5 separate regions of the Mus musculus genome follow, and all the other regions are linked to region 1. The links are chromatin contacts, called in public Hi-C, HiChIP or PLAC-seq and promoter capture Hi-C maps. All regions are on one chromosome and are shown on one strand. Each heading gives the region's core, a stretch centred on a gene start, on an enhancer-like site or on the middle of the called end of the contact. The rest is flanking DNA. Distances are from core to core; before and after follow the strand shown. Region 1 holds the start of Irx1 (Iroquois homeobox 1). Region 2 has its middle 180 kb from the start of Gm41000. Region 3 has its middle 130 kb from the start of Gm40999. Region 4 has its middle 280 kb from the start of Gm41000. Region 5 overlaps 1700112M02Rik (a long non-coding RNA gene).

Region 1 (3,743 bases), core at 751-3,250:
AAAAAAAAAAGAAGTCGGAACCCTAAAAAAGTTACTAAAAGCTTATTTCTTTGGCTAATTAGTTTAGCGATCGAGGCCGCGCCTAAGAGGCTTCTTTGGCCCGAATTCGTTTGTGCCTCGCCATTGTAAAATGTACATTTCGTTTTTCAAGATTATTTTAGTTGTAATCGTAAAGTAGAAATTCGGCCTCGTCTCTGCTGGGAATTGTTTTTGAAAGGGCACCTTGTAAATCTCTCATCGCTCCCGGGGCATATTGGCTGTCCGAACAAAATGGGGGTTGATCTTCCTGGTTGGGAAGCATCCGAAAGGCAACTGGCTGGCCGGACCACTGAGAAATAGGCTTTCTTTCTAAACTACAAGAAAAGTTCGGAAAATCGCGCTAGCCGCTTTGCTTCTGCACAGTTGGAGGCCAACCTTTTAAAGGAGTCTGGTCTGGTCTGTTTTGCCAGAGACTGGATAATTCAGGGTTCTTGGAAATTGCTCTATCCAGAAGATAGCAGGGCAGCAGGGGGCTGCCTTCCAAAAACCAGTGCCCGCCTCGCAATTTGCTAGCGGCCTCAAGTTTAAGCAGCCCGACCTTTCCGTTAAACCAAGGAAAAGTGATCATTCGGAAGGACAGACAGGCCAATACTCCTGTGGAGAATTAAATTTAAACACACACCCCCATCTGACACCCACTGGGACAGGAGATCGGAGAGCACCATTTATTTTAAGCTCTGGGACACTGTTCCTTTAACTCTCCCTTATGTAACACGGGAAGAAAAGTGCTTTTCTTTCGGCTCAAATGAAAAGTTTGGCAACTTACGAAAGTAAAGGCAAACACCGTTTCGGAAGCCAGAATTTATGTCAACTTAGTATTTCTTAGCCCCGATTCCTATGGTCCCTACACACTCCATTAAGAGACCTCTCTGCTCTGCTGATGTCTATTGTTTGTTGGGATGTTTTTGATCGACTCCGCTAGGTTTAACCGGTTCCTTTTGGCAAAGTCTAGGGCAACTATCTCTGCTCTGCCAAAGAGGGAGAAGGAAGGTCTTCTGGGCCCAAGGGAAAGCTCTTGCGGCGCTCAGGCGAGGCCGGCCGCCAGGTTAGGGCAGTGTTAGTAAAGCGGCCCTGGCTGAGGGGGCCCGGCGGGCCTGCCCTGTCGCACTGGAGGAGCCTGGCGGTTTTGCCCGGGACCTCCAGAGCCTGCCGCGGTCTCAGGCCTTCTCTGGAGGCTTCTCTCCACTAGCGCGCAACCCGCTTTTCGACTCCGGTCTCCAACCTCCCAAGACCACAGTGGTCACTGCCTGGGCCTCTGGGCACTCCCGAGTCCCCAGGGAAAGAGGTCTCCGCCACCGGATTCCCTCTGCAGGACCCTTCTCGTTCCTTTCCCAGACACTGCCTGCGGATCCTCTGTTTCTCTGTTGGGCCAGCCGCTCCCGATGTCCCCAGGCGCGGTGATCTCCCGTGGGTGCGGGCCAGGAGGACGCGCGGGAGGCGGGAGCACTCACCATCTGCGAGAAGAGGCTGAGGTCCGCGGCATAGGGCAAGAAGGCGCTGTAGTTGGGTGCGCCCGCGTACGGTCCCGCCGCGGCATACATGCCTAGCACCGAGGTGACCGCGGCCGCTCCCGCGCCCGCTCCCAGCTCCGCAGTCCCGGGACGGCCCGACGAGGCGGCGGCCGCAGCAGCCGCGGCCGCAGCCAGCACCCCAGGGCGCTCTCCACCATAGGCGCCCGGGCCCGCGGCGCTTAGGTATTGCGGGTAGCCCAGCTGCGGGAAGGACATGTCCGCGGGCTCGGTGGTGGCGGAGGGCAACACTAACTGCGCGGGCAAGAAGACCGGCTGGCGATCCGAGGAGGCGCGACTCGGGGGCTGCGGGCCGCGGGCCGGGCGCGCTCCGGCCGGCCCGGGGGCGGGGGCCGCTCGCTGTTCCTCGGCCCAGTGCTCGCTGGCGGCGCCCGGCTCCCGGCTGCGCCCGTATCCGAGATCGCGCGCCGACTGCGGCGGCCGCCCTCCGCTCGGCGGCGGGGCTCTCAGACACAATTTGAAGTTGATGCTTTGATTGGCATCCCCTTGAGCACAGGCCCCGCCCCTGGCTCCCCTCCCGCCCCCTCCCTGCCTCCAGCCCGCCCTCGCTGGCCGCTCCCGCCCCTCACGGCGAGCACGTGGTGCCCCGCGCCCGCCGGGCCACCTCCTCCTCCGGTGGGCGCGCACGGCCCGTCTGCTGGTGTGGGTCCGGAGGCCGCAGGCTCCTTCCCAACCAGCCCCCGCGGCTTTTGACAACCTGTCGACACCGGTTTACAGCTGTCTGACACCCGGTTTTGCAACGGAGATCTGTTCCCCCATCCCCTTTTAACAAAAGCAACTCGGGGATTGCGTTTCTACAGCTGGGGTGGCAGGGAAAGAGGCCTGGGGCCAGGGGACAGTCTATAGCGAACAGCCTTTCCTCTGTGGCTGGCTCTGCAGCACCTCCATGGGACATATTTGGCTGAAGTGTTCAGATAAATCTACGCGTGGCTTGACACCTCGGATACAGGGTGCGTCGTCTCTCTGGCCCCACTTGGTATCAACAGATACTCTGGAAATTGCTGCCCCCCCCCCCTTGCACTTGGAGAATCGGGTTGTGGCCGGCCGCGCTCTGTCAGCTTCTCCAAATATAAAAACTTTTAAAATGGGCAAGCCAGCTGAGAGGTCGCTGCCTAGCGGAGGAGAGCTCCTAGAGGGTGGGGGAAAGAATTGTAGGAGGGGAAGGACCTTCGCAAGGTAAAAGAACTGGCAAATCTTGCCCACAGTCATCTACCACCCTCTTCCAGTTTGGGAGAAGCCTGAAAGGCCTGGGCTCCTGCGTTTGTCCACTAGGTGTGCAGACGCGGAGAGTCAACACGAGTGGAGCTCAGGTACCTGAGGTGGCGCTGCGACTAGCCAGTCCAACAGGACAGGACAGCCGCCAGTCCCCTGTCTTTGAGTCTCCCACGACACCCCCCCCCCCCATCCCCGCCCAATTCCTATCTCAAACGCTGGGAAAATAAGAACCAGGCAATTTGAAAGCCAGGGGCCTGGCTGCTCTGTTCTCAGGGCAGACTTGAAATGCTCATTCCTCTCTCCTCTCTCAATCAGTGCGGCTGACCAGAGAAAGATGCTTCTGCTCATGGTGCCCTAGATTGGTATTGGAAGTGCAGAACCAAAATGTCCAGAGACTCCTAGTGCCTCGTTTCTTGCTGCTGTCTATAATGTGGCAGAGGCTTGAGTGTGTCACATCACACGGTGCTGGTGGAGCTTCACCTTCAGGGTCTAATTTCAGACTCAGAGAATTAAGGGGTACAGTGACAGGTTTGACAGAGAGCCCCAACATGCATACTGGAATGCTGCTGTCCAGGGCCATTGGGACCCTGGACACCAGCTAAGGCACACTTGCTTGCCTGGTGTCTCCTGCAACATCAGGAAGTCCTCACTTATAGGTCTTGAAATCAGATACTAAACCTTGCCTGTAATTAGGCACAATACAGCTCTTAAAAGTAGTTACTAATTACTAGTGGGAAAATCAGGTAATCTTCATTTTCTCTGCTCTGGGTTGGATCTTCTCACTTAATCAGGCTGTTTCCTCCATCTGACCCTGCCTACTTCATGACCCCAACACCCCTTGGAATGTCAGGACCTGCTTTCCTGCTTGGATTTAGTCTGGAGGGTACCCCAAGGGAACCCCCAGAGTTCTAGCTTCTGAAGCTCCTAATTGTGACCTCTTCTTGGTTCCCAGCTATTCAG
Region 2 (3,397 bases), core at 199-2,698, 390 kb after region 1:
GGAAACTTAGCACGGATTTTTGAATAGCAGAAGGGAGCCATGGGGGATGTAGGGGTCAGGGAGTGGAGAACATGGCACTGGAGAGGTGAATGAGAGAAAGACATGAGACCCATGGTTTTGTATATTACCTAAAATAAATAATATAAAACCACACATATAATCTCAAAGTTCTGGATGACTGAGGCAAGTATCTCCTCAAGTTGCAGGTCACTCTGTACTAAAACAAACTGAAAAGGTAAAAGCTAAATTATAAATAAATAAATAAATAAATAATCTGAGGAAGAGGAGGAGGAGGGGGAGGAGAGGAGGAAAGTTTGTTTTTTATACCACAAAACTTGAGAGCTCCTTTTCAGAAGAATATTTTCTTCATTAAAATTGGCAGCTATTGGGCTGAAAAACAAGAACAAAAACAAAAAGCTCATCAGTTAAGACACTTGCTATCTTTGCAGAGGACTGGGTTGAAAGCCAGCTGGTGACTAACAACTGCTTATAACTCCAGTGGCAGGGAATCTGGCACCCTCTTCTGACCTCAGACATTTACACACACATGGTGCATATACACAGGCAACACACTTGTACATATAAAAAGGTAATTTTAAAAGGGGATCAGCTGTTATACTTCCCACCCAAAGGATTAAAATCAATTAGGGTTAGAGATTACATCTTAGGTTTTTTCTCTTCCCCAGCAAAAGAGCAGGACCCCTTACTGTCTATAGGGAGGGTTGGGAGTGCCTGCCTTATCTCGGTAAGGTGAGGTTGACTGCCAGGACAGTGACACTAAGATCCACCTGTCATCAGTATCAATGTGATGAGGCATCGACTTGTCTTGCCTGCCTGGGAATCCTGTGAGCTACATCCAAGAGGCAGGGATGCTTAACCCAGCCCTGTTCCCACTGCACTACATGTGGCCTCTGTCAAATGTGGGGCAGCGTGCAGAATGACAGTAAATCTATACAGCAGTGGCACAATCTGCCATCAGACAGGCGCACAGGCCAACCTAACATCACTAAACTGCATCATGAGGAGGGTGGAAGACAAGGCCTAATGATGGCCTCACTGAGCACTATCAGAGGGGGTCCGAAGCCATACGGACTGGGATCCTTCAGCTCAGGTGGTCCTGCAGGGGACGCAGCTGAGTTTTGGGTGACCTGACTCTCAGGACAAGGGTGTAGAGAGCAGCTGCAGTCAGAGCTTATTCTCATTCCATTCTGATGTCGAGGTGAGGGTGAGGGTATTGGCCAGGGTTGAGGATTTTTTTTCTACACTCTGAATGAACACGCTGAGAGGAACCACGCAGCATTTTACCATGTCGTTGTAAAAAATGCCTGAGTAAATGGGGTGACAAGGAAATGACATTTCAGGGTGTTCTTTCAAAGGACCAGGGTTCCAGACACCCCATGTGGCTGTTCTCTGTACTGATCAGCTAGCGTGTGCTTTTTCTAGTGATCACTGATATCCTGATGGAGTGTCACTCCTACACGGGGAAGCTAAGAACTCACTTTCCGCTCTTCCTACACTGTGCCTTTTTATTTCTGCTTTCTTTTGTTAGGTGAAGACAAGATTTTCTTGGGTTAAAAAAAAAAAAAAAAAAAAAAAGAGGGGAAGAAGCTGTTGAATAGTAATATGGTCCTTTCATGTATATGCAAGAAAAAGATCTTTTCACACCTTGATGAAATTAGCATAAATTTAAATACTAATGAATTGCCAGCGACTGGTTAAGAATACCAAGAAAGAAGCCCATTCTCAGTTGGAGTCCCTGTAGGCAGGGCAGACTCTGGAGGCACCTGCAGGCTCACCCGGTGTGACCAGATGCAGAAGTCTTTACTCAAGCCTGAAAGAACTGGCAGTGCCAAGGTAGTAAGAAGGTCACATGGTCTCCTCAGGGAAAAGTTTTCTCAAAGTGGGAAACTGAGCCCAGGTGAAAGGCAGCATAGGTCTGGGATGCACCTGGCTCCTTGACTAAGATCCTTCCTTCTGCCGTTTGGTGGAAGGAGAGGCATTTTGTCCTTACCGTGCTGCTTGGCTGGGTATCTGATTGACAAAGTGCTGGGCTATGTGTCCTGGACTTGGATGCTGTGTGGTAGCTTGAGAAGTTGACTCAGGTTCTGTCGGGGCGTCTTTAAGGTATGATCAGTTATTGAGGACATGAGGCAGCCATTGTGGATGGTGTTCCTGCTGTATCTTTGTATCTGGAGTGGTTTTGTGGAAGTGTTTCTGGTGCTCCGCTTGTTCAGTGTGTTGGGTGACTGGAGGCAAAGCACAAGGTCCTTTACGGCATCAAAAGCAAACTGTTGTTCCTTGTCTAGTGAGCGCCCGTCCTGTGCTTTGCTTTCTGCAATGCTTTCTTACTACTCAAGGTCATGCTGCACAGCTGGGTTGGGTCACATGGCCGGCTCAGCCGGACATTGCCTTATGTTATTTTCTACTTTCTTAGATAGAGTCTTGCTGCTTAGATCAGGCCCCTCTTAAACTGGCAGTCCTGCTGCCTTCGCCTCCCCAATATGAGGATTACAGACATGCATCACCTTACTGTACCTGTCTTAGTCTGGAAGTTTAACCCAATGTCTCAACATCCGAGTCTTGAATACAGGTAGAGCCTGAGAAACTTTGTTGTCTCTACTTGTGATGCAAAGCAGGAAGGCGACTACCATGAGGGCTTCAAGCCAAAGGCCTCTGGCTGCTTTTCTGTTGATTATTTTCACTTAACAATGGGTAGTTGTGGAAGTGTGTTCAGTATATTCATGTATATTTTTGTGTGTATGTATTTGTGTATGAATATGTGCATATGATTAATTTCATCTCATGCTTTTATTCTCTATCATGCTTATTTTAATCCCCATTCCTACCGTCCTTCTCCCAGATTCATGATTCTGGAGTTTATTTTGTGACTCATATACTTTAATCAGAGCCATCTTTGTGACCTTTGGGTTGGAACTCCCCACAGGAGCTTGGTGGTGTCACTAGTGGAGAGACAAATGAAAAAAATACTTTCCCTGCCTCCTTTATCAGTAGCATAGTTCAGCACTGATGGTCACAGCTCTCTGAGCCTCTCTTCATCCTACACTTCACTATTGGCAGGCACATCTTTGTGAAGATCTAGTGTAAGCGCCTGGCGTGAGTTCATGGGTATAATGGCTATGTTTTGCCCAAGTGATTGCATGTCTTGATAATTCTCTCTATCTTTGGACTCTTATATTCTTCTCATCATGACCCTCTTCTGAAATGCCCATGAGCCTTAGAGGGTGTGGAATAAACATCTTGTTAAGGGTTGAAACTTCAGTCCCACAACCGGGGGAAGGGGGCGTTGAAAACAGAACTTCTAAAATGATTCTAGGTCTGTTCATCAAGTATCAGTTTCCCAGCAAACCTGAGCAAGGTAGGACTAAGTATTTTTGTT
Region 3 (3,431 bases), core at 39-2,538, 300 kb before region 1:
TTATTTGCTTTCTTGCTACTGTAATAAAACACCAGGGCTAAGCCAAATTATTAAAACAAAGAGTTCATTTATGGCTCATAGTTAGAGAGGGTTAGAGTTCATTTGTTGCAGTCAACGTGACAGTAGGTGTCAGGCATGACCAGGAGTGAGAGTCTGAGACTTCACATTATGAGTCACAAACACGAAGCAAAGGGGACACCCTGGAAGTGGCTTAAAGATTTAAACTCCCAAAGCCCACTCCCAGTGATGTACTTCCTCCAGCAATGCACACCTCCTAAACCTCCCAAAGAGCACCACCAATTGGAGATTCAAATATCTGAGTCAGAGCCCTGCTTAGGTGATTCGGTGGGGGGTGTTCTCCTGGTGTCTTCAGACCCTCTGGATCCTACAATCCTTCCTTCCTCTCTTCTGGGGGACTTTCCTTGAGCTCCTAGAGAAGAGATCCGATGGAGATCTCTAATTTAGTCTCTCTCTCTCTCTCTCTCTCTCTCTCTCTCTCTCTCTCTCTCTCTCTCTCTCTCTCTCTCATGTTTTATGAGGGAAGGGTGTTCTCATTTTCTTTTGAAAGCAGACCTCTGGCAGCACTGACCCTTCTGGAAACACAACATTCAACAGACATGGTTGTGTGCATGTGTGAGCTTTAAGTTTGGAAAGAATGAATGACTATGAGATACTTCGAGCTGCTCTCCCAGAGAGCTGGGATTGTGAGAGAAGGAAGAAGTGTGTTCCCAGAAATGTAGAAGGGGTGCAGGGAGTCTGTGCCAGAGCTAGAGAGGCTGAAAAGCTCAAGAAGCACAGGGAGAGAAGGGGAAAGGGTTTAACCAATAACCATTGGTTGAGGCTTGTATCAGCAAACGAGGGCTGGGAGTTACAGATCTTGGAACGGAGACTTGAACAAAATATTTTGAAACACATCTTTCATATAGACTGAGTGAATTGTGTCCTGTGGGACAAGTCCAGAATCCAGTCTGTCTCTGGGAAGAGAGTTTCACTGACCCACACTCACACAGTGCATGCTCATTGTTTTTGGCTGTTACAGGCAAAAACTGGATTCACTTCCACATCCTGGCCTTTTACAAAACAGGGTTTCCAGGCCGCCATCTTGACTGCCTGGGTTCATGTTACTCTCCTCTGTCCCTGTGCGTCACGCCCATGAAGTCTTGCCATCTTTAGTTCACAGTTCAGGAGCGCAATTGAACCCAAGACAGTAAGAGAAGAAAATCCCATTTGCCACCTCTCCAGAGTTGTCACACAACACCTCCAGAGCTGTTACTCACAAGTCCTGGCCTCTAGGATGAGTCAACTGTGAAGGAACTCAGAAACTCCCTTATGTAGCAAGATCCTGACCCCAAGTGAAACCAGGCACACAAGCAGCAAAAGATACTAGACACAGACAGCAGGCAGCTAACCGTTGTCAACTTGAATAAAGCTGGAAGACCCCTGCCTGATTGATGGGCAAGGTGCCTGTGATAGCTGACTGGGATTGGTCCCAACAAGAACTCTCTACATTTAGTGAAATAACCCACCAGGTGAGTATCCCCACACGGTCATCCTGAGTATCCCAGAGCAACTCTCTAGTCAGGCAGGCCTTCGAAGTGGTTAAGATGGATTCTGCCTTTCGACACTCATGTCACACCCCCCCCCCACTTTTTTTTCCTTCTCAGAGAAAAACCTGTCACAAGGATACTGGAACACTAAGACAAATTTCAGGCTGTAATTTATGGAATGTTGCATACCATTTAGCTAGCAGATCTCTGCTGCTCCATTATAAATGTCAGAAGCTTCAACTACACTCTACAACCGTGTAGGAAAGAAATTTCAAAACATAAATTACAAGGTCCTTTAAAATATATAGCCCTGTACGGGCAGCCTAGTTTTACCAGGTTGTCATGATCTTTCACGTAAATATGAGGCTAATGTCTTTTTTTAAAGTACTATTTTGTCTTCCTGGCTGATGGAGACATCTCTAAAGAAGTCAGTTTTTAACATTATATTTAGGAAAGAGTGAAGATGAGGTTCTGTCCACAGACTTGTGGAATCACCCTTGGCCTTAACGCCTGGAAATGGCAGTTGGTGGAAATTATGCTGATTGTCATCTAACCAAGGTAGAGCAGCAACCCAGGGACAAAGGGACAGACAGATACCTGGTAATAAGCCTCTTGCTACTGCTGCCCTGCAGTGGTTCCTCTGTAGAAAAGCCAGCATCTCCTGTAGCTGTGCACCTCAGTAGCCCTCTGCTCTGCCACTGGTGATGAAACACTCCTGCAGCAGGACCTGGAACTCCCACAGGACTACCACAGGACCTGGAACTCCCTCCAATTTTCCTCCCCAGACAGCAGGGATCCTGAGGTGAGTATTCATGTTCCTGTGAAGGTAATACTGAATAGAAAACCCAGACAGATATATACAGAGAGAGAGTCCTCCCTCTCCCCCAAAATAAAGGCTGCCCAAGGAGTATGGAGTAGCAGGATCAGAATATAGAAGAATGCAACCGTATCACGACTGAGGCCTGAAGGCTGCTCGGTGCCATCAAGGGTCACACTGATTTCACAAACATGATGTAGATGCCCTTTCACCCTCTTCCCAGGATGCACCATGGCAGACAATGGCTGTCTGTCCTCAGCTTCTGACTCCACTAGCCTAGTGACCAGGGCTATAAAGGCAAGCAGCAAGAGATGTAGACCTCCCTGTGCAACTGGAATCAAACCTCTAAAGCTTTGCGGGAGTTTCGAGAGCCTTCCATGTCAGCTGAAGTGAGCAGCATTAGAGCGGCTTCCGGAAGCTTGCCTGAGCTCTGCTCAGCCCACTACGTTTATGATGCCTCTGCCCTTTGATGAGGTTCTGGAGCAAAGGAAGCTCAATTCTCAAGGGAAGATGATTTCAGAGTAACTTCCTTTTCTCAAGCACTGACTTTCTGTTCTCAGTTACACCAGAAAACTGCCAACTGTGAAGAGTGTAGACTTCCCGGAAGGAGGGCATGGGGTTTTAGATTTTTATGGCCCTCTCTCTGATAATTAAAATATTCATTAATTTCCTCGTCCTGAGATGACTCACCCCGTTGGTTCTTGGGCTGCAGCTTCTTTTTTCTACTAGACTGCCTTGCATTTCATGGTCAAATATCTCTTGTTCCCATGTCTCTTTTGGGGTCAGAATACATGAATCCTTTGCTACTCCCAAGATTGGTGTGTTGCCAGAAGTGTGCTCCTGGCATCCTGTAAGCCTTTTGTTGTTCTTTTTGTTCTTTTGGGATATACCACCCTCCATCCAACCCCCTCAGACATTTTTTACAATCTCACTTTAGACTATCTGGGAACCTCCTCATTTGGAATTTTCCGACACACCCTGTCATTATATAGGCTGGAGCTTTTGTCCTCAAATTTGTTGATAATCTCTTAAAAAGTCTTCTCAGAGTACAAAAGCAAATTTGAAGA
Region 4 (3,405 bases), core at 597-3,096, 290 kb after region 1:
TTACTCCAAGTTACACACACCCACAAATGCTTTGGACTGACAGTAAAAATGCTTAGTTAAGTAGATGTCACTGGACAAGAAGACTAAGTGGGAATTTACTGTATGCTTTTCATCAACACTCTTCAAAATGATAAGGTAAGAGAATCATGTTTGTGAGACCACGACTTCAAGACCAGAATAGGGGACACAGCAAGACTTCATCTCAAAGTGAGCGCGCGCACACACACACACACACACACACACACACACACACATACTGTACAGCACACACACACAAAGGCACATATACACAATAAAATGTTACTGGCAGCTGTGTCTCAGTAATCATATTATTCTTTTTTTCTATGAAAATTTTGATATTGTTTATCATGTATTCATACTAAAAACAATTCTACAATATCTCAACAAAGTAACTTACTTTCTATTTTGTAATTACTTTTTAAACTATTAAGGAAATGGGGCTGTGAAATTCTGAATGTATCATAAAGAGATCTCTCTGTAGCTATCAGGAGCTCTCTTAGAGGGTACTACCTTCAACTTCTATCACAGCAATGGACCTGATGTTGTGACTTTGACTGTGAAACACTTAAAATTAGTGTACAGACCAATAGTTCTAATAAATTCTTCTTTTTCATTCTTTATTTTGCTTTTGACAGTCCCATGGTTGCTTGACACATTATCAGCATTGGTGGACTCTATGATGTCAGCTTACCAGCTTACAAGCTGTGTGGTGTTGTTCTTACAAATACCTGAAAGGCTAAAATACATGTGGAGCATATGTCTTACTATAGATGAACAAACCTACATGGTTGCATTTAGGCTTCTGCCATGACCCCTCAGTTAGTGTCCTCCTACTAAGTCAATGATGTCTCATCAGGGACACCATGAATGAATGGGAGACCTCAGACAGCAAGATTTGGAAGCCGGGATCATGGGCTACACTTGGGAATGGGGCATCTCCAAGTCACCCAGACAGGCTTGATGTTAAAAGGAAACCAAGGTCTAAGTCACACCAATTAGCTCTCCTGTAGTCTATGTCATTTTTTCATCAACAGGGCTCCATCTAAGATTATTGTTTGATGGATTTTCTTTGTGTTTTCTCTTGAGCTAATATCTTACTCTGTAACACAGGCCAATTTCAAGCTCAATATGCAATCCAAGTTACCCTCAGCCTCTCAAGTACTGAAATCATAGACCAGAGCCACCACATCCAGTTACCATCTTAAAATACTCCCAGAATCCTTAAAGGGGGCTCTGGCCTTTGAATTCTGCTGTGGTGTCTCAAATTATGCATCTGCTTCTGGCTCTGAAAATCATTCTATGTCCAGGAAAAGCAATTATGCCAAAGGGTTCTAAACGTTTACCCCGAGCAAGTTCGGGATAAGGTGCAAAAAATTCTCTCTGTCTCCTCTATTCCTTGCACCACTGGATGTCTATGTACAGAAGTCACTGCTGCCCGTGCTGAGATTCTGAGGTCTGTTGTAGTCTCCCCTCCCCCAGCCTGAAACCTGCTTGCTCAGGGGTGGAGCTTCCTGCTCATTCGTTCTGCCACGCCCACTGCTGGAACCTGTCGCTTTGTTGTTTGGAGCCACACACGTGCTCACCTTTTTACTGGACCAGAGATTATTCGGCGGGAATCGGGTCCCCTCCCCCTTCCTTCATAACTAGTGTCGCAACAATAAAATTTGAGCTTTGATCAAAATAACTGTCTTGGCTACATTTCTTTCTCTCGCCACCTAGCCCCTCTTTTCTTCCAGGTTTCCAAAATGCCTTTCCAGGCTAGAACCCAAGTTGTGGTCTGCTGGCCGGACACAACACCTGGTAATTGTTAACTCTCAAGACAGTTTCTAAGAGCCCCTAACGATAGCACATTTGCATTGCAGGTTCCAGCAATGGTCAGGGTGGGTCAGGGTGACTTTCTTTGAATGAACACTCCTTGAACCCAGGAAGCGGGTGGGTGGAGGAATGTCGCTATCTGTTTTATGATTAGCATACCTTGGAGCACTGAGTTTACTACTCTTTCAAAACAACTAACTGAAAAGCCTGGAGCTAGTCTGTAACATCAAGAATGTATTTCCCAAATATGTAGGGTTGGTCTATAGGCTCTGTTGTTGAAATAATGGCAAACATGCATGAAACTAGCTACTTACTCATGTAGAAGCATGAAAGGATAACTCTTAAGAGATTTTGTTCTGAGGATGAGCTCAGTGGACACTCCAATGGCACTTCAGAACTTCTGGTTCTATGGAAACCTGATGCTCTGAGCAATGTGCCAACAGAGTTATACTCCATGGCTGGATTATAAATCATTTCCTTTGCTATCTTGGCACCAGGAGTTTGGGATAAATATGTATCCAATAGTGCTGGTAATGATGGAGTATGTGAAACCTTAATAGTGATTCAAAGTTATCAAAAGTCAGTAATTTCTGTGAAGGGAGCATGTTCTGTGTTGCAGTGACTGGAAACTTCCCTGAAGCCTTGATTAAAAGTCCCATCAGGTCAAGGTCTGGATCTGCTAGGCATAGACTAAGTATATTAGGAACCCCAAAACCTTGTGGTCTCCAAAACAGGACTCTTCCAAATTCAGTATCATGGAAACACAATGTGGTGACAACTCTTTCTATAAGAATGGGACAGTTGTAGGAGGAAGATGAGTTCAAGAAGAAAATCAGCCTTTTCATCGCAAAAACAAGGGAATAGCAGCAGAGAGGCCAGATTCTAGAACAAAAACTGTGGCCCTCTCCTCAGCCCTAGACAGAACTTCCAGCCTGACCTAACAGTTCATTTGCCTGCCCTATACTTCTGAAAATCTGGGAGCTATTTGCACTTACCTAAGAGTTTTATCAGACATAAGAGTGAGGAGGGGGCATTCATGATACACAAGGGCCACAGTAACTATGTTGAGTGCGAAGGATCAATTGTTTCTTTTGCCAATGTGTTCAAGGCTATTTTTCACTCTCTCTTCTATTAAATTTAGTATATTTGGGGTTTTTTGTTGAGGTTCGTTATTCCCTTAGACTTGAGTTTTGTGCAGGGTAATAAATATGGATCTATTTGCATTCTTCTACATGTAGACATTCAATCAGTTAGACCAGCATCATTTTTCCATTATATGGTTTTGGCTTCTTTGTCAAAATGAAGTGTATGTAGGTATGTGTGTTTAGTGTGTTTATTTCTGGATCTTTAATTCAATTTCATTGATCAATCTGTCTGTCTCTGTATCAATAGCAAATACACGGTATTTTTAATAATAAGCATTTCCTATTCAGTTCAGGTGGGTAACCAACATTAATTGCAATTGCCTATCTCATGCAGAAGTCTTGGGAACTTCCTTGGACAAACATCTATTTCTAGAAAGAAAATGAACCTTTAGCACTGGATTTTTAAATCAGTTAACTTGTGCAT
Region 5 (3,212 bases), core at 432-2,931, 460 kb before region 1:
CTACTGTTTGATTTAGCACAACCACCAGAGACAAGGTGCCCAGACTCTACTCCCCACCCTCACTGTGGTCCTTGATGGATGGAGCCTTTGACTGACGGGTAGAACTTCAGTCATCAATTTCAATTGTGAAGCCTGACAGTAGGGAACAATATGGACCATGTGGTCCAGGAGATGATTGGCTTCACAGTTTGTACACAGACATGACCTTACACCCGGGTATTAACTTACATGCTGCAAGAACGTGGTTGCTATTAAATTATGTCAAGTGTTTGGTCTGAGTGATATGTTACAAGGGATTTTGACTCCTTCCTAAAATGCACGCACGGTAAAGCAGCCTCATTCTCTCTGTACCATATGTGTCAATATGTCTTTAAATAAAGTGCAAGAGCTCATAGGGTCCCATTGATACTGCACACCTAGATGAGCATGATGAGAGAGAAAGAGAGAAGAGAGGAGAGGGGGAGGGGAGGAGACCAGGCACAGTTGGAAAAGAAAGCCCATGTATCCAGCAAAGCATTGTAACTGTGACAGAGTTGCTAACATTGTGGTATATTTTTTTCCTAACTAGTAAAACATAGTTACAAAAACCCCATATTTAAAGTTTGTTTGCATTTTCTGCACAACTGAATAGCAGACCTGTGGTCTGGTCCTTGCTTCCTCCTTTCTTGTTTGTTTTGAAGGAGAGAGGGGTCCTGCAAAACCTAGTGAATGATGGTGCATTTTCTAAAATGATCACCTATCCCTACTCACAGCCCGTAACAAACGGAAACTCCCAAGGAACTCTGCCACAAGAGACAGAATGTCTACGTGCCTCTAGAAGCTCCTGGGGAAAGTGCCACATTTCAGTCGTGCTGAAGGATATTTAACTATATACTCACGTTCCCAGAGCCAGGGAGACACTGATGTTGTCACCCTACCGGGTGTGAACACACCCAGCCAGGGACATGTGGCTTACTCACTGCAGCTTCAGGGACATGATGGGATGTTCCTCACATCCCGGTACCCAACAGAGCATTGATAGAACCATGACTACAAATACCAAGGCAAGTGACTTTCCCAGAGGCTTGACCTTCACCATCCCTCCACGCTCAAGAACTGTGAACGGCACAGGGTGCAGAGTAACCTTCCTAAGTTTAGTGAGGGGCTTATCAGCACAGAAAACCACAAACAAAATCTAGCTTGCAATGAGAAACAGGGCTTTCCTGACCTTTATCCAGTTTTAAATCACCCCGAATCCATGTACAGTCTATGAAAAGGTGTTTGAAGTTTCCCCGTAGCTACACGTAAAAGTTCAGAGTCAGCAGCACAGGTAACTTTGGAGGCGGAGTTTGTAGGTTAGTGGTGTTCACTCTGCAGTATAGTATGTGGGAAGGGATGAGAGCCAGCGTGCTCAGTGCGCAGGCGCAGAGCCACAAGGCTGGACAAAACCCAGAAGCCACTGCCCAGCACCCATTTCTTTACAGTTGGGAAACCAGAAGCCCCAGAAATGTTTGCGTTTAAGGAAAAGCCCCAGTAATAGACCTACTCTGTCTGCGTTCCCTCTCTGCTGGGATAGAGTCCCGGAGCCATCTGCCTTCCCAGTGACAGCATGCTGCTTATGCAAATGAGGGCCTACACAAAGGTGGCTTCAGTGGAGGGTGTGACTTGTTTCCCTGGCAGGATCCCCCTACTTTAGGGACTCAGGAGAGAGCTGATGGGCTGAGCACAAAAGGTTACAGTGTAGTCTAATGTATGCGCCTTTCCTGCGGAACCCTAAGAGTGCCCCACTAAAGAGAGTTTACACCAGCCTCATCCGAATTTAAAAGAGACATTTATTGCATTCAGAGAATGTGGTGACTTCCACTGTGTGTCCCCCAGCAAAGGTCTGCTTTGAAAAGGCCTTTTATCATGCAGGAAGAAAGCGTGGTCAGCCAGGGGATAGAGAACTCCAGGGGGGAGGGCACCACTGAGCCCCAAGCAACTTTGGCTGTCAGGTTTTCCCAGTGCCCTGGGCCTGGCCTTTCCATCGCTCCTTAATTGATTGGGTTAATATAAACCCCAGCGTTGCCGAGTTTGTGTGGCCCTCATAATAAGGCTGTTGTGGGCTTCTCTCTGCTCTTGTGTCCCTCGCTTAAGAATGCATCACTCCACACAGTTCCAAAGTGTTAGCAAGTGAAAGGAGGTACAATCACTTCATTAATGATTTGTAAACAGAATAACCAAGCCGCCACCACCTGCACGGGCTCCGGAGTAGGAGACAGCTCTGTTCAAGCTCTGCCCAGTGCCACAGCCGGAATTCAGGCTGCAGAGTAAATAAATGGCCTAGCCAGCCCTTTCACACTGTTGCCAAAGGCTGTGAGTCAAGGAACGACCATGTCTTCATATTTGGAGAGGCATTTCAGAAGGACATGAGATTAGGATTTTTTTTTTAAGGAAAGCAAAGAAGCCTGCCATGAATACTGATAATTTTAGAAACAGAACATGAGTATAGATGAAGCCCAAGCAATGTGGCTGTTCTGAACAGCAGTGTATGTGATAGCAGCCTGTTTCAGGTTTGCTTTTCTCCACCCTGACCACACCCTGTCATGATAACATCCCCTAGGACGTGTCATCCTTCAGGGAGAACACAGAACTCGGGCTGCTGAAGGTGGTAGAGTCAGGGCTAAGTATGAACTCCTCTATGAACCCATGAGAGGACAAACTTCATGTTGTATTTGAAGTCATGACACATCATGGTCATGTGTTCATGGATCATTTCCATCTCTGGCACCTGTGGTCTTTGGAGGGTCAGGAGCCAGTGCTCTATTGTTTGCTTTCTGTGTGGTCCTGAGAACCCAGCTCTATGGGATACACCTACCCTCCTCCACGGCCTCAGTGGATAGGATGGCTAAAAGAGACCGGTCATCCTGTGAAATTAACACCTTCACAGGAGGAGAGTGTAGTAAAGGCGGGAAGGTTAATACCATGAACTTCCAAGCTATGCTTGTGTTAAAGCCCCACCCCACCCCACCCTTGCTGTCCTGATGGCTGCTTAGAACTTTGTTGTTGTGTCTAGAGTGTTGAGATGCTGATGGTCTAGAGGCAGATAGATTGTCTTGAGCTAACTTTAACTCCTTAATTTGGTCACTTGCTGCACACCTCTGCATCTGACTTAGCATCCTTCTTACTGTCACAGCAAACCTTTTTCAGAAGTACCAACTTAAGAGAGCATGTCTTCTTATCCAACAACGAAG

The links. Promoter capture Hi-C pulls out the DNA fragments that hold promoters and counts their contacts. Hi-C and Micro-C count contacts between places; a contact is called where the count stands out from the background. HiChIP or PLAC-seq counts read pairs in DNA pulled down with a chosen protein or histone mark.
Region 2: an H3K4me3 HiChIP or PLAC-seq map of the SCID.adh cell line shows a contact between it and region 1, with 29 read pairs. The contact joins the enhancer-like site here to the promoter of Irx1 in region 1. A contact is called at or near these places in 2 of 39 promoter capture datasets (embryonic stem cells and hippocampal neurons), 9 of 484 Hi-C or Micro-C datasets (the Patski cell line, adipose-derived mesenchymal stem cells, embryonic stem cells and 2 more), 11 of 115 datasets of contacts at active chromatin or transcription factors (the SCID.adh cell line, astrocytes, craniofacial prominence and 8 more) and 3 of 9 other capture datasets (adipose tissue, embryonic stem cells and liver).
Region 3: a contact with region 1 is called in a Hi-C map of adipose-derived mesenchymal stem cells, with 2.3 times the contacts expected there. The contact joins the enhancer-like site here to the promoter of Irx1 in region 1. A contact is called at or near these places in 2 of 39 promoter capture datasets (the 3T3-L1 cell line and 3T3-L1-derived adipocytes), 4 of 484 Hi-C or Micro-C datasets (adipose-derived mesenchymal stem cells, embryonic fibroblasts and uterus), 1 of 115 datasets of contacts at active chromatin or transcription factors (embryonic hindbrain) and 3 of 9 other capture datasets (adipose tissue, liver and pancreatic islet).
Region 4: a contact with region 1 is called in a promoter capture Hi-C map of embryonic stem cells, with 2.6 times the contacts expected there. The contact joins the enhancer-like site here to the promoter of Irx1 in region 1. A contact is called at or near these places in 1 of 39 promoter capture datasets (embryonic stem cells), 4 of 484 Hi-C or Micro-C datasets (cerebellum and embryonic stem cells), 6 of 115 datasets of contacts at active chromatin or transcription factors (the SCID.adh cell line, embryonic hindbrain, embryonic midbrain and 3 more) and 1 of 9 other capture datasets (pancreatic islet).
Region 5: a contact with region 1 is called in an H3K27ac HiChIP or PLAC-seq map of stem cell-derived neural progenitor cells, with 4 times the contacts expected there. The contact joins the enhancer-like site here to the promoter of Irx1 in region 1. A contact is called at or near these places in 1 of 39 promoter capture datasets (the C10 cell line), 3 of 484 Hi-C or Micro-C datasets (cerebral cortex and embryonic stem cells), 12 of 115 datasets of contacts at active chromatin or transcription factors (astrocytes, embryonic basal ganglia, embryonic hindbrain and 6 more) and 2 of 9 other capture datasets (adipose tissue and liver).

Annotation. Positions count from the first base shown.
Region 1 is chr13:71,961,723-71,965,465 of GRCm38.p6, forward strand. Irx1 (Iroquois homeobox 1) reads right to left here and starts at 2,001. Exons shown (of 4, transcript NM_010573.2): 1 at 1,491-2,001. The coding sequence starts at 1,766.
Region 2 is chr13:72,356,978-72,360,374 of GRCm38.p6, forward strand. No RefSeq gene overlaps it. Among named protein-coding and RNA genes, the nearest start is that of Gm41000, 180 kb to the right of the region's middle. Within about 2 kb of position 1,449, at least 5 of the 459 cell types and tissues checked have an H3K27ac peak or open chromatin away from gene starts, as enhancers often do. A contact at or near this core is called in the SCID.adh cell line, where this site is marked.
Region 3 is chr13:71,657,958-71,661,388 of GRCm38.p6, forward strand. No RefSeq gene overlaps it. Among named protein-coding and RNA genes, the nearest start is that of Gm40999, 130 kb to the right of the region's middle. Within about 2 kb of position 1,289, at least 14 of the 459 cell types and tissues checked have an H3K27ac peak or open chromatin away from gene starts, as enhancers often do. A contact at or near this core is called in adipose-derived mesenchymal stem cells, where this site is marked.
Region 4 is chr13:72,251,900-72,255,304 of GRCm38.p6, forward strand. No RefSeq gene overlaps it. Among named protein-coding and RNA genes, the nearest start is that of Gm41000, 280 kb to the right of the region's middle. Within about 2 kb of position 1,847, at least 5 of the 459 cell types and tissues checked have an H3K27ac peak or open chromatin away from gene starts, as enhancers often do. A contact at or near this core is called in embryonic stem cells, where this site is marked.
Region 5 is chr13:71,506,115-71,509,326 of GRCm38.p6, forward strand. The region is part of intron 1 of 1700112M02Rik (a long non-coding RNA gene); the gene reads left to right. Among named protein-coding and RNA genes, the nearest start is that of 1700112M02Rik, 20 kb to the left of the region's middle. Within about 2 kb of position 1,682, at least 60 of the 459 cell types and tissues checked have an H3K27ac peak or open chromatin away from gene starts, as enhancers often do. A contact at or near this core is called in astrocytes, embryonic basal ganglia, kidney and 2 more, where this site is marked.